Linked DNA regions of Sus scrofa: region 2 is linked to region 1. The links are chromatin contacts, called in public HiChIP or PLAC-seq maps. All regions are on one chromosome and are shown on one strand. The core of a region is the stretch at or near the end of the contact, and the rest is flanking DNA. Distances in the headings are between cores, read along the strand shown.

Evidence for each region. HiChIP or PLAC-seq counts read pairs in DNA pulled down with a chosen protein or histone mark.
Region 2: a contact with region 1 is called in an H3K27ac HiChIP or PLAC-seq map of skeletal muscle. The contact joins two enhancer-like sites. A contact is called at or near these places in 1 of 47 Hi-C or Micro-C datasets (liver) and 1 of 2 datasets of contacts at active chromatin or transcription factors (skeletal muscle).

Annotation. Positions count from the first base shown.
Region 1 is chr4:130,332,815-130,339,384 of Sscrofa11.1, reverse strand. It overlaps ZNHIT6 (zinc finger HIT-type containing 6), which reads right to left. Exons shown (of 10, transcript NM_001243449.1): 9 at 163-285. Among named protein-coding and RNA genes, the nearest start is that of ZNHIT6, 38 kb to the right of the region's middle. Within about 2 kb of position 3,809, at least 7 of the 83 cell types and tissues checked have an H3K27ac peak or open chromatin away from gene starts, as enhancers often do. A contact at or near this core is called in liver and skeletal muscle, where this site is marked.
Region 2 is chr4:130,560,243-130,566,997 of Sscrofa11.1, reverse strand. The region is part of intron 1 of DDAH1 (N(G),N(G)-dimethylarginine dimethylaminohydrolase 1); the gene reads right to left. Among named protein-coding and RNA genes, the nearest start is that of DDAH1, 78 kb to the right of the region's middle. Within about 2 kb of position 2,382, at least 7 of the 83 cell types and tissues checked have an H3K27ac peak or open chromatin away from gene starts, as enhancers often do. A contact at or near this core is called in liver and skeletal muscle, where this site is marked.

The sequences.
Region 1 (6,570 bases), core at 2,560-5,059:
AAAAGCAACAGCTCCTTCCTTTGGCTTTTCACAAGATTATCCACACTTGCAGAGTCAACTCAGTTAGGGTGAAAACACCTGGGCACTATGTAAAGGCGGGCATGCAGCTGCTCTGGCCCCCTGGAGTCACTCTAAGCGCTGCAGGGACAGGTTCGTACTCACCCTGGTGAGGCCCTCAGGTCGACACTGTGCCCCTTCAACACCACGTGCAACGTCGGGTATTCAATGACCACTTTGCTCCGCAGATTGTCAAGCAGACTTTTGTCAGGATCCAGTTCATAGTATCTTAGAGTAAAAAGGCAAAACAAAGACAAAAAAACACTTTGATTCAAAATTACACGTAAATAAAATACATGAGCCCTTACATTTAAACAATTTTAAATGGTGATGAGATTAATTCAGTAGTTATTTCCTTATAATATAGTAAGTTTAACACTGCTAAGGAAGTCAGGTAAAAGAGAATTATTACAGAGATCCTAAAGCTAAATCAAAGCATATCAAATAGTCTGCCATTAGGAAAGCTCTAGAACAAGTCATTCATTTAATATCAAGTAAAGGAGAAAGGCTAACTTTTACATACCATCTATATTTGATGTGTTATGAATTTTTCTTGGATAAAACATTGACTAGCCAAAAATTCAAATTCTTCAAATATATTTAGTTTGAGTCTTACAAGAAAACTAAACAATTACTCCATGATAATTTCGCGTAATATATGGCAGTAAAATAACTGGCTACAAAGTATTTTTTATAAACATTTAATTCTAAATTAGAAATACTTTCCCAAATTATACAGCCGTATAATTAAATATGGCTTTCCTTTATTTTGAAATTAAAAACAAACCACGTCTGGGCTTACGAGTGAGGTAAAAGCATAACATTATGAAGTGTATGGTGCATCAGTCCTGGTATCACAACGCGGTCGGTAAACGTGCCGCAGGTAATTAGGTGCTAACATCCCCTAAGGTATGAAATTCTCAAGTCATTAAAGAAACATTTTTTTTTAAAGGTGACTAAAGATGCAGTCCCCTAACGTTCTCCCTTGCCTGCCTTCAGGAGCAGGAAGCAAGGGGTGGGTTTTCAGCCAGCTCACCAGGAGCTGCATCTGGGGATGTGCTGGCAGGTGACTATCATGTCAGGACAAAGAGGAGAAAGGTGAGAACCCATCCACCTGCAGTGCAGTTCTTCAACGGTTCTCAACATATTCAAAACCCACACACCCCAAGGCGCACCCGCCCGACAGCCGGAACTACTCCTCCTGCTCCAGAAGGTACACTGGGGGTCCGATCAAGAGTGAAGTTATCATCAGGGCACGTGTGTAGCTGCTGGCATTTTAGGAGTTAGTCATTCACACTTGGGTATTTCCTAATTAGCAACACGTTATTTGCAGCCTACCTGGCAGCTGAGAAGCGAGCACACTTACTAAGAACTCTTGGTGTAGGGTTTACAGCGTAGGTAGATGGTGAGTCAGAGAACAAATGTAAAACCAAAGCTTGACTTACTTTCACCTGCCCCCACACCCCACCCCTGGAATTAAAATCTTCATTGTAGAATCACAGCGTATTTTTTATATTGAAGAGAAGCTCAAATGCAAAATACTCCATTTTCTTAAACCAGCCCCACCCTGCGCCCGTAACCAGGGAACACTAGTCCTTCCCTGTGTGATGCAAGGCAGATGTGCTTATGATACTTTACAAGTGGTTCCAGCCTTCAAGGATTAAATGCTTCACATCTTTTACATATTGCTTCCCTTTGAAATAACGTTCAAGCAGTGTTTTTAAAAACGTTACCAGTAATTATACCAAAAAAAGAGAGGCTGAACTAGATATCAAAGTATAAAGTCAGCTTATAAAGTAAAATATAAAATGGATATAACTAAATTTTTCTTAGACGGCAAGACATGCATTTTCAAACAGGAACTTTTCAAAGAGCATCCTGCAAACACTTGTAGTAACTTATTTTCTGTGCATTTTAACTGAATCATAAGGCTTTTATTAAGAGACATTTCCAAAATAAAGGAATGTTTTTGACTTATTCCATTTTCGGGGAAATAATTTTCACTGTATACTTAATGTTTTAGGTATTCTTCTTTTCAAAATATTAAATTTTTGTTAAGCTTCTCTAGATTTCCAAAGCTAAGACAATTAAAAAAAAATTCTTTGAAAGCCACATGGTAACCAGAACCTAATATTATTACTGATATAAAACATAATCCCAGCAAAGGAACATTTAGAGAGTCTTAAAAATTGCCATGTAATAAAGTATATGTTTTTTAATCTTAAAACTATAATTAATTACACTTGTTTAATTTGGAAAAAAAAAAACAAAAAACACTAGTCCCTATTTTATGTGCCATGCAGGGTCTGTACAAAGCACTTAGGATATGAATATTTACATAAGAATTTATAATGGATTATTTTAAAAATATTTTATTCAAATGCAGTAAGAATCTGGTATGTCTTGTGGTTTTAATTAGAACCACCGGATTTTAGTTAGTGTTCACCCTAAGACGTTGCAAACTTCTACTCACGGCAATATTGCTATTGAGTGTCAATAAGCTTCCAGGCTCTGGATTTCCAGTCTGTCACTTAAAAGAGGTCAGATTTCACTAGATAATCTTTGAAATTCTGAGCTTCGCTGCTTTTGCTACTACTGGTGGTTAATCTTAGTCTACCATTAATATTTGCCAGTAATTAAGTAAATTATGTAACCTGTTCGATCTACAAAGAAAGGCTATCGAACCCATGTGAGGTGACATCTTGTAGACGTGGGATTTAATTAAATGAAGCAGTAACTTCCGGTTGCTTGGGTTTGGAATCTAACACTCTGAGTTCAAGTCCTGGCTCCATCACTTACTGGTCTGTGATTCTGTGCAAGTGAACCCCTCTCATCCCTAGTTTCCATGCTTAAAATGGAGATAATAACAGCACTGCTTCCAAGAGTGATCACGAGCACTACATGAGAAAACACAGGACCTGTCAGCTCATTTATTAAGCTGTGAACACAGTTTTACGTTTGCATTTACCTAAAATAACAGGACATTCTGACAGAAATGTTCGTTCAGGACAAGGTCGCTGCTTAGTAACAAAGAATGGAACTTGTTATAGAAGCACTGAAACCCATATTTGCCTTTTTATGCATTCTGCGTTTGAAATGTAGCCTTACAACTTTCTGTATCACTTTTTTCTAAATAGTGATTTTTATTTTTTTCCATTATAGCTGGCTTACAGTGTTCTGCCAATTTTCTACTGTACAGCATGGTGATCCAGTTACACATACATGTACACATTCTTTTTTCTAACATTATCAGGCTCCATCATAAGCGAGTAGACAAAGTTCCCAGGGCTACACAGCAGGATCTCATTGCTCATCCATTCCAAAGGCAGTAGTCTGCATCTCTTAGCTTGGGGCTAAGAGATGCAGACTTTCTGTATCACCTTCAAAGGATTATTTCATATCACATTTACTTCCAAGGGCTACCACTACCTTGAGTGCTTCTTTTTCTACTATCTTGAGGCAAGTGGTAGAGTCTGGCTTGGCAGTGCCCCAAATATTTAGGTGTTAGCTCCTTTGGAAGCCATTAAGTCACTAAATCCTAAAGACAGCTTCATCTTTTCTGAAATTTCACCAACTCTGATGTTCCCATTGGCAAAAGGCCTCTGCTCTCTAAGACAATGACTTGGGTTTTAAAGAATTACGACACCAACAACTTGTCTTTCTTTGCCCTTAGGGACCCTCTCAGACAGCTCCTCTTGCTGCTGGCCTTGTTCACCCTCAGGCTGACCCTGCTAAAGGCAGCTGCTCGGGGCCCTGCAAGGGCAGAGCACAGCAGGCTCACAGGGAGTCCAGGGACGACCGGCGAGACTGAAGGCAATGCTTTTTTAATCCTGGCTCTGTTAGCACCTTTCAAAGAAGCTGGCCAAGGTCTTGAACTTCTTTCTCTGCACTTTATTAGCAAATCAGGATTTATTTTTACCTTCTCGTGATTCAAAAAGGGACAGAGAATTTGAAAAAGAGAGTCCCAAACCATCCTATCTCACATCTGATCACTGACAACCCTTAGGTCATCTCCCCTCCCACCCCCTAAAGAGTACTGAAACTCAATTTGAATGTTTTCCAAATTTAACAATCTAATAGCAACCCCTAAGCCACAAAGTCTTCCCCTATAAAATAAGGTCATCGGATGAGGGATCCCCAAGATCCCTTCCTCTCTAAAATCCTACAAGTTTTGATATTTATCTGACAAAAGCAGCCATTAGCCTGTATTTTAAGAGTTGTGCGTTTGTTTCTTAATTTAGGTTTCTAGGTTAAAAGGGCAACTGACTCCAACGGTGCACAGCTGAGTCTCTTGCTGTTAAAAAATTAACCTGAATCAGTTCGTCATCTGCAGCCAGATGTGTTTAAAGTATGGTTTGTATTAACTAAATTCAGGAAGGTGCCTGAATCGATTATAAACTAAATGTTTTAGATTCACACTTACCAAATTCCTTTAAAATAAGAAATTTCAAGTTCTAAACTTATTTCAATAGAACAGAAAGAGAAGGGATTAAATGAACCAAACAGCTTTTAAAATCCGAATGAAAAGGAAAAAAGTACATTTTAATGAAGATCCAGACTAGGAGAAGAAAGGATAGTATAAACTCCAACTAGAACACAAAACCAAACTACGTATAGGGGTCAGACAGCTAACTCTTCTGTTTAAAAGTTTTAGGTATTATTTAAAATTTCTCCAAGTACTCCCACATGGCAATTTTTGTAACTCATATTGTCCATATCACCTCAGAAGCAAATTTTGTCAAGTTAAAATGTTTATCTAATTTCCCTTAGTTTTCATATTAAAAAAATACGGTCATTGAGTTAGCGGTTTGCTGCCCTTTGTTTTGGACCATCTATGTAATTTGCATAAACATGTAAACGAGACCTCCAGGGGGCCTGAGTTGGGCACCAGCCACTACTGAGTTAATGCAGAGGAATCTCGATGGCTCAGAACCAGGCTGGTTGAGGATGCCAGTCTGTGGATGGCCCAGAAGCTACAGGAGGCAGGGCACTAAAGCCACCCAGTGCACATTCTAAAACATGCTTTGAAGAGGGCCTCACAAAGCTCTCGTCGTAGAGGCCATGTGCTCGCCTCTCCTCACCCTCACCCACAAGCTCAGTTCCTTCTCAATTCACAAGCCCGGGTGCCAGTCTTCCCACTGGTCCTTTCGAGCTGTGGCTCCTCAGGTAACTCAGTCCCCTCACCAGTGTGATGATGGAGAGGTTATCTACCTATCAGCTGGCTTGCAAAGATTTAACGTTAACAGTGTACTAGGTGTAGCTCGCCAAACTCATTTGACCGAGAGTCCAAATGCTGGCTTTGTAACTGTAACCTGGTTTCTTTAAGTAAGTTAATTTCTTAAGAGTCTACGATTCTATCTCGTAGAGATTATTACATCTTCATTAAATTAATGCATGTGAACATGTAGTGGGAACAGTGCCTAGCTTCCATTCATCAAGTAATTCCTCAAATATTTATTCAGTACAATGTACAGATAACCTGCTAAGTAAGGGAAGTTCAGAGAAATAAACCCCATAGTTTATTGGGAATGTCAGTCAAATAAACAACGGTCACATTTCACTGGGGACAGATGACATGACAGAAATCGAAACCTCCACACGTTCCTTCGGGCTGCATGGTGCCTGTAACATCTAGGTACTTCCTTTGCCAACCCCAGCTCCTTCCTGCTTTGGTTCTTAAAACCGCTCCTCCTCTATGGATTTTCTCCTAATTAATATAAGAATTTTAAGTAGCTTTACTCTTGTCAACAGAACACATGCTTCCTCGGGTGCTAAAAATACAAGTCTGCTGAGTACAGACTCTTACGTCTTCTATCTTTATTGGGAAGTCTGACCAGCTTCTCAAAAAACTTTTGCTTAAAGGTTAAATGGTTCATGAACTGACTATAGCATAGAATTAGATTATTTTAGAGTTAGCAAGAACGTCACTACATTCTTTTTTGTCTCCCCTGTGAAGGCACTGTAGCCCTGAGAAGTATTTTACTCAAGGAGATGCAGAGTCGGAATTATGAAGCCGACCTTTCAAGTTCTTCACTCAACTGCTTGCTTGTGTTTATTTCTCACTCGGTACACATGTACTGAGGTCTATCACGTGCCAGACGCTGTTCCAGGGACTGGAAATGCACTGGTGACCTGTGAGGGATTCACGGAGAGGTCTGGTTGGAGAGGAGGCTGAAGCACTTTGGCTAAAATGAAGTATCTGAATCACCTAGAGATTCAACGAATTAGGCCATTATTCCTTCTGAAGAGTATATAAAGTTGGATACAAATTATTACGAACAACAAGAAAGGATCAATTTCGTAGAGTAACATCAAGTTGCGAGGTAAACTGAAGCAGTACACTTCTGAGATGAGGCTTAGAGTCTGCTGGGAGCTGGACCCATCACATCACTGTGGACCTACTGCTGCGCCTGTCCTGTCAACACACACTAGCTGTGCCAACGAGCTGAGACCTGGCCTCCCTGGATCTGAGCGTACACCTCTCATCAGAACCCCAGCAGAGTGCCACGCAGG
Region 2 (6,755 bases), core at 1,133-3,632, 230 kb before region 1:
AAGGCAAGAACTGGGGCAGGGAAATTCGTTAAGGGCCGCTGCCGTTGTCCTAATGAAAGAGAACGGACAAGGGTGTTGACGGCAGAGAGGAAGAATGCAGCCGAATGCAGGGTGTGTTTCGAAGGACAGTGGACAGGACTTGGTGGATTAGCTGTGGGCGGAAAGGAAAGAAAAGAATCACGACGGACTCTTAGGTTTTTGTCTTGGGCAGCTGGGTGAATGGTGGTAGCACTTTCTTATACGGAGGAAACTGCAGAGGAGCAAGTCTGGGAAAAAATTCACGAGTTCCTTTTTGGTCATGTTGAGTCTGAAATGTTTGCAGATATGCAAGCGGAGAGGTCAAGACATTTGAATATACTAATCTAGACTTCTGGGGAGTAGTCAGAACTGGAAACAAGATTTGGAGTCAATAGCATAAAAACAGCATATAAAACCAAGGGACATCAGTTCATTGCAGCACTATTTGCAATAGCCAAGACATGGAAACAACCTAAATGTCCATCGACAGAGGAGTCCAGAAGATGTGGTACATGTACACTGGAATATTACTCCGCCATTAAAAGGAACAAAATACCAGCATTTTTAGCAACATGGATGGACCTAGAAACGATCAGGCTAAGTGAAGTCAGCCATACAATGAGACACCAACATCAAATGCTTTCACTGACATGTGGAATCTGAAAAAAGGACACAATGAACTTCTTTGCAGAACAGATACTGACTCACAGACATTGAAAAACTTATGGTTTTCGTAGCTCAGTGGTTAACGAATCTGACTAGGAACCATGAGGTTGCAGGTTCAATCCCTGGCCTCCCTCCATGGGTTAAGGATCCGGCATTGCCGTGAGCTGTGGAGTAGGTAGCCGACTTGGCTCGGATCTGGCTTTGCTGTGGCTGTGGTGTAGACCGGCAGCTACAGCTCTGATTGGCCCCCTAGCCTGGGAACCTCCATATGCCTTGGGTGCGGCCTTAAAAAAAAAAAAAAAACTAACAAAAAACCAAGTGACATCAGAACTATCTCAAACTCTGTCATGCAGGAAGTGATGTGACAATTCCTCCTAAAAACAGTATTCAAAGAAAGAGACTCCTGGAGGTATTTTTGACCCACTGCTGTTGCAACGCATGGTACTATCTGCAGCAATGGTTGGAAAAGTCTCCCCGGGGCAGCAAAGCCCTGCTCTGGGCACAAGGATTACGACCGCACAGACACCACCAGGATGGAAGGTTCGGAAACATCTCCATGGACTGTAACGAACTTTCCAGAAGCAGTAGATGCGTGAAGTCTTCAAGCAGTACTTGTCAGTTGCCTGTCCAGTTTCTGGTTAAATTCAGTTTTGTGGAAGCTATATAATATAGCAGTAGTACAAGATTTTATTCTTTTAGAAACCTTCAATTTTGAATGAGCACTTGAACAGGAGACAAGGCAAAGTTCATTAAGCAAATAAACAGCGTCCACAGGCTGCAGGAAAACAACTTTCAAGCATGTTTTAGATGAGTCTGTCCAAACTCCATTTGGACTGCAGAGCCATAGACTGAATAAACGCCGCCGTGCTAATTCAAACACATTTTATTCCCTATTCAAATAGGTTCACTAGAGCTCTTGATTGAGAAAGTGGGCCTCGGTGTCTGCTGTATGTGTGAAAAACGAGTGAAGCTGCATTTCTTTAGGAAAATACTGTACTTATCATCTTCTACCTGTTGAAACATGCTTTCTTCACAATTGCTGCAAGTTGGTGCTTTTTTTTTTTTTTTTTTTTTTTTTTGAATGGCTGCACCCATGGCACATGGTAACTCCCGGGCCATGGACTGAATTTGAATCTGAGCTGCAACGATGACCTAAGGGTCCCTAACCCACGGCGACCCGGGTCCAAACCTGTGCCTCCACATCGACCCGAGCAGATGCAGTCAGATTCTTAACTCACTGCACCACAGCGGGAATTCTCACTTGGTGCTCTTTTGACTGTAGCAGATGGCTCAGGGTTCACACGCGATAATCAAATCCTTCTGATGTTTTGCCTCCCTCGTCCTGGGCTGCCGTGAGTCGCGGCGAAGCCTTCGTTTCAGATGCTGGGGCAGCCCCGTCGGGGCTACAGAAGAGACAGCGGTTCACCCTGAGGGGCTGCCTTCTGAGCCCAGGCTGCTGTGTGGCCAGAAATTTTGTAAATAGTCACCCTTTGTCACATGTTCAAACACTTGCTTCTTTTGGAGCTTATTTAGAAAATACGTTAGTGCAAAGCCATCAGCTGAATATCTGCATGCTCACAGATACTAAGTAAAGGCTTGTTTCCAGCAATAGTTGTACGAAATGGCGACAGCTTCAAGGAACTGTCCTTGCTTTTGACAGCTGTTCACATTCTGGCAAGACGGTGACACCAACGGCGAGTGACTTCTCTTCTCTGTTGTCCCATCTGGGTGTCCTCGGCTGGACCGAGACTGGAACAGTTTGATAATGTTTTCCTAATAGAAACACTCCAGTCAATGTTTTACCAAGGAAAACAAATTATTGTCTAGCTAATGAGTTTTGCCTTTTCCAAACTGCCTTAGAAAAACAGGGGAACGTCCTTACCCTTACAGTTTTTCTCTTTTTATTCAAAAAGTTTATTCCTCTTTCCAATTCACCCCTAAGTATTTATTAACTTTTAAATAAAACATTCATTTGAGGAACAGCTACTTGTCCCTTACATAACCCAGAAGGGACTTCATGTCTGGTTTTGAATAATTCTCAAAGTACAATAAACTTAATGCCACCTGGAGCCTCTTCCCAGGAGGCAGAGCTTGATGAAATCAGATCCTCATAAACGTCACTGCCCCTGTTCACTGCTTTTTCCCTTGAACCGGGGCTGAGCTGGCTCGGTTCCACTGTCTCTCAACCAGATCTATTATGGATCAGATGCATTCATTTCACAGGAGGCATGTGCTTATTATAAAATGTACAAAGCATACAGTGTGTTAGCAAAAGACTGCTTTAACAGTGAGGATAGTGGGTAAAGGGTTCAGATGTCTCTGAACTAAATTTGCCATCACAGAGGTTGAGACCCAATCTTGAAATAAGTCCCTGTAAACACATGTTTATGCTGTCAAAACTAAACACATTTCAGTATTATTCAAATATACTTGCTCAGTATTTCTTACTGATACTGTACAGTTAAGAAGATTCTCCCCGACGGGACCGCAGAACCTTGAGAGGTAAAGTAACTCTTTCAGGTCTCCAGAGCCCATTTTAAAGGGCCGCCTCTTTAGTGAATGACATTATTTAGGGTTTGTGCAATGAACCGAGGAGCGTCTTTATAAATACCCAGAGAAAAACTGAGAGAGAAGCTCAGTTAATAATAAAAAATGTAGATAAATTTAGCAGTTAAAAGACTATGCAAAACACTAGATTACAACAATTCCTTAAAGGTGCGACTATTAATAAAGACGAAAAGGAAACGTTCAAAACTGAGAGGCGCCCTGGTCGGTTGGTGGAAAAGGACTGTTGTGTCCCCAGTGGGAGACGCTGCGAGACACCCGAACCCTTGAAACTTCATCCCCTGCCAGCACCTACAGGCACCACTGCCCAGGCAGGCTCCCAAGGCAGCCCTGGGACAGGACCCGATGCCAGCGCGGCCCCATGACTCCAAACACGCAAGTAGGATCGTGGCCCCGGGGGAGGAAGAGAGGCCCACGGGCACCTGCTCTGCAGGCGTCTTTCAGGGCTGGGTCATCGGCCCTTCCCTGGTTCAGCCACCGTCCCCACCACCCAGGCTCTCATTGTGGGGGCTCTGGGACTTCTTGGGCTCGCCCCTTGGACTGGCTTTGAAACAGCCCCAGCCCAGCTTTGCTCCTGCCGGCCCATCTGCAGTCTGGGCAGACCCTCCACGGGCGCTGGTGCTGCAGGTGCAGCCGCGGCCGTGGGGCCCTGCGGCCCCTCGTTCAACAGCCACCCCGCTTCTGCCCCCACGGTCACCCAGACTCCAGTCCGTGGTGCTTCCCGCCTGCAGGGAACACGGAGCCAGCCTCTGAGGGGTCTCTGCTCCTGGTCTTGAGGTGACAAAGGCAGCGCAGCCCGCCCCTCCCATTCAATGCAGACAAATCAGAAGGCACGGAAAAGTGAAAACAAACCTTGAGAAATGTTTGTAACACCAACGCCAGGCTTAGATGCCACTGCTCATTACCTGGCACATAAAATTCCAGAACTTCTTATCACACACGTTTTTGACAACAGTTTTTTGCTCACACGTGTAAAATTATACTATAAGCACACAAGTCCATATTTAAATAAAACATGGGGCATTATTATAAGGTGATTAAAAATATATTCACAGATTGCTTTCAAGGTGACCCTGAAAAACTATTTTCTGAAAACAGTCTTTGTGAGGTACTTCCGAAGACAACACATAAAGCTCCTTGTACTGAATTTCAGAATATACTTCAAGACTTAACCCTAAGCAAAGACTAAGGTTTTTGGGGTGGGAGGAGAATTCAAGAGCAACTTTATAAACCATTCAAACATTCAAAGAAATGCTTCGGGATCCATCAGAATATGCACCAAAATTTGAGTGTTCAGATCGATGTAACAACTCATGGAGCAGGCTCTGCGAGAGGTGCGTGAATCAGACAAGAGGAAGGAAAACAGACGTATTTGTCTGCCAAAAAATACTTTGTTCTGAGATATCAGTATAGATTTTCTTCTGCAAAGTGGTTCGTTATTAGACGTTGGACAGAGAGAGGTCCTCCATCCTTCGTGGGTACGTAGAGCAGACCCAGAAAGCACCTGGTGGGTCCAAGTCCTCGTTGTCTTGAAGACACCTGATACCCCTAATACCTGGCGAGGCTGCCAACTCCTTGTCCACACTGACTGCATACCATGCACCCCAGTTTATGACTAAACAGGATTTAAAATTCATGAAGCTTGTTGAAAGCTCAACTGTCACATTCAACTCATTCCAAAGTGTATGGGAAAGAGAGCAGAACAGACCTTTCCACTGAAGCCATTCTTGTGCTTGAATGACCATATCCATTAAATTGCTAATAAACCCACTAAAAGATGTGGGTCGCATCGGCCATACAATTGCATTCCTTTCCTTCATCCGACTTGCCCAGTCTCATTCTATGCAGGATGACTCTTTCTGTGCCCTTTATTCCAAGGTTGCCCAGAACTCAAAGCACTTATTCAGTAAGTTTGTAATCCAGTTTAGTATGCTATTAACAGAATTCTTTCGAGAAGATCATGGAAAAAGAAAATCAAACTTATTTTTGGATCAATGACCGATTTTAAAGGAAACACACACTAAACCAGTTTAAAGGGAAAGGTCAGGATCCATGAGGTATTAAGGAAAAAGAAAAGGAAAAACATTCATTTCCACCATTTTCCGACATTCCTTAAAAATAAAAACAAGCCTGAGTGTGGAATGGCAAGACCCTGGCCGCCCTGAACGAACGCTGAACAGTGCAGCCATTCATAGGCCCTCGCAAGCAGGGGTTTCTCCTCAGCACGGGGGAAGTCTGGCTTCCCTTCCCTTCATTTATTCTGGGTTCGAAATTAAACCCTACACGTCTTGGGTTAGTCGCTCAGAACAAACAATCATATACAGTGGATTAAATGCTTTAAAGTTTGCTTTTTACTAGCATAACTAATTGTCTCTCCACTGTAAATGGTATATTAAGCCACTGCTGTATCGGTGTTAATACTGAGAATATATTTTCCATAGAACTGGGCACTTTTAAAGAACTAATACACTATCTATACTACCAATCTGATGACTGACTTCGTTGAGCAGTTTATCTCCTATTTAAAGATTAACTGAAAATGTACGATGAAAAAAACTAGCCTTAAGGGAATAAATGCCTTAATTTTAAAATTATTTCATTAAACAGGAAGCAACTGTTTTCCTGTGTCTTTTTCTGTTTGGTATATCCATGTAAAAGCCTTAGAAGAAAGGACAGGTCTCCTCCAACTCAGGGTGCCGAAAATTTTTGTCTCTAACCAGCCGGTTTTCCAATGGGTAGAAGTGGGGTGGCGTTTCTTTCCATAGAGCTACTGTTTAAATTAATCGGCCAGTGTCCACACAGTGTGGTGTTTGCTTTTTCTCCACCAGCAAAGTCAAGCTGAATAAAAGTAAAATCCACTTTCTGGATTATTTTATGATTATGAAAATTTTGTGTCTATCTTTTTGGAGCAACTAAGATTAGGCATAGCGAAAGAGTCTTTCCTGCAGCTTCCCCTCTGAAACACCTTAGTGAGAACACATAAAAACTAACTCCAAATCATGCACAAAGCCAGAGTAGAGAGGAAATAAATGTTAAAGCAACAACGATCCCATTCGGCCAAAATAGAAATGAGTCACAGTCCAATAAAAAAGCTGTGAAATGACAGCAATTTCACAATCCATCAGAAACAGCAAAACACACCATTACTTTAACAAATATTTTTTGATCATCTTATAGATGTTAAAGCCGGATGCAGATATACACATTGTAAATTTTTGGACTGGAGAATTAAATGAAAAAAAACTAGCACAGAATGTGTAACTCACAGAATCACAAACTTTTAAGATCAGAAGAGATCTTAGCAGTTACACAGATCAGAGGACCAAGTACCACTTGATTTTGGTAACGTTACCCAGTTACAGGACAAAAGCAAGGCTAGAACCCATGTCCCATTCTTTATAGCATAACAAAATTCCTGACTCAGTAGAAATGTTTTTGAGACAAAAAGTCAATGTTAAGACTACTAATAAAAATTGTTTCTACTTAAACGGTGTGAGAATTTATGT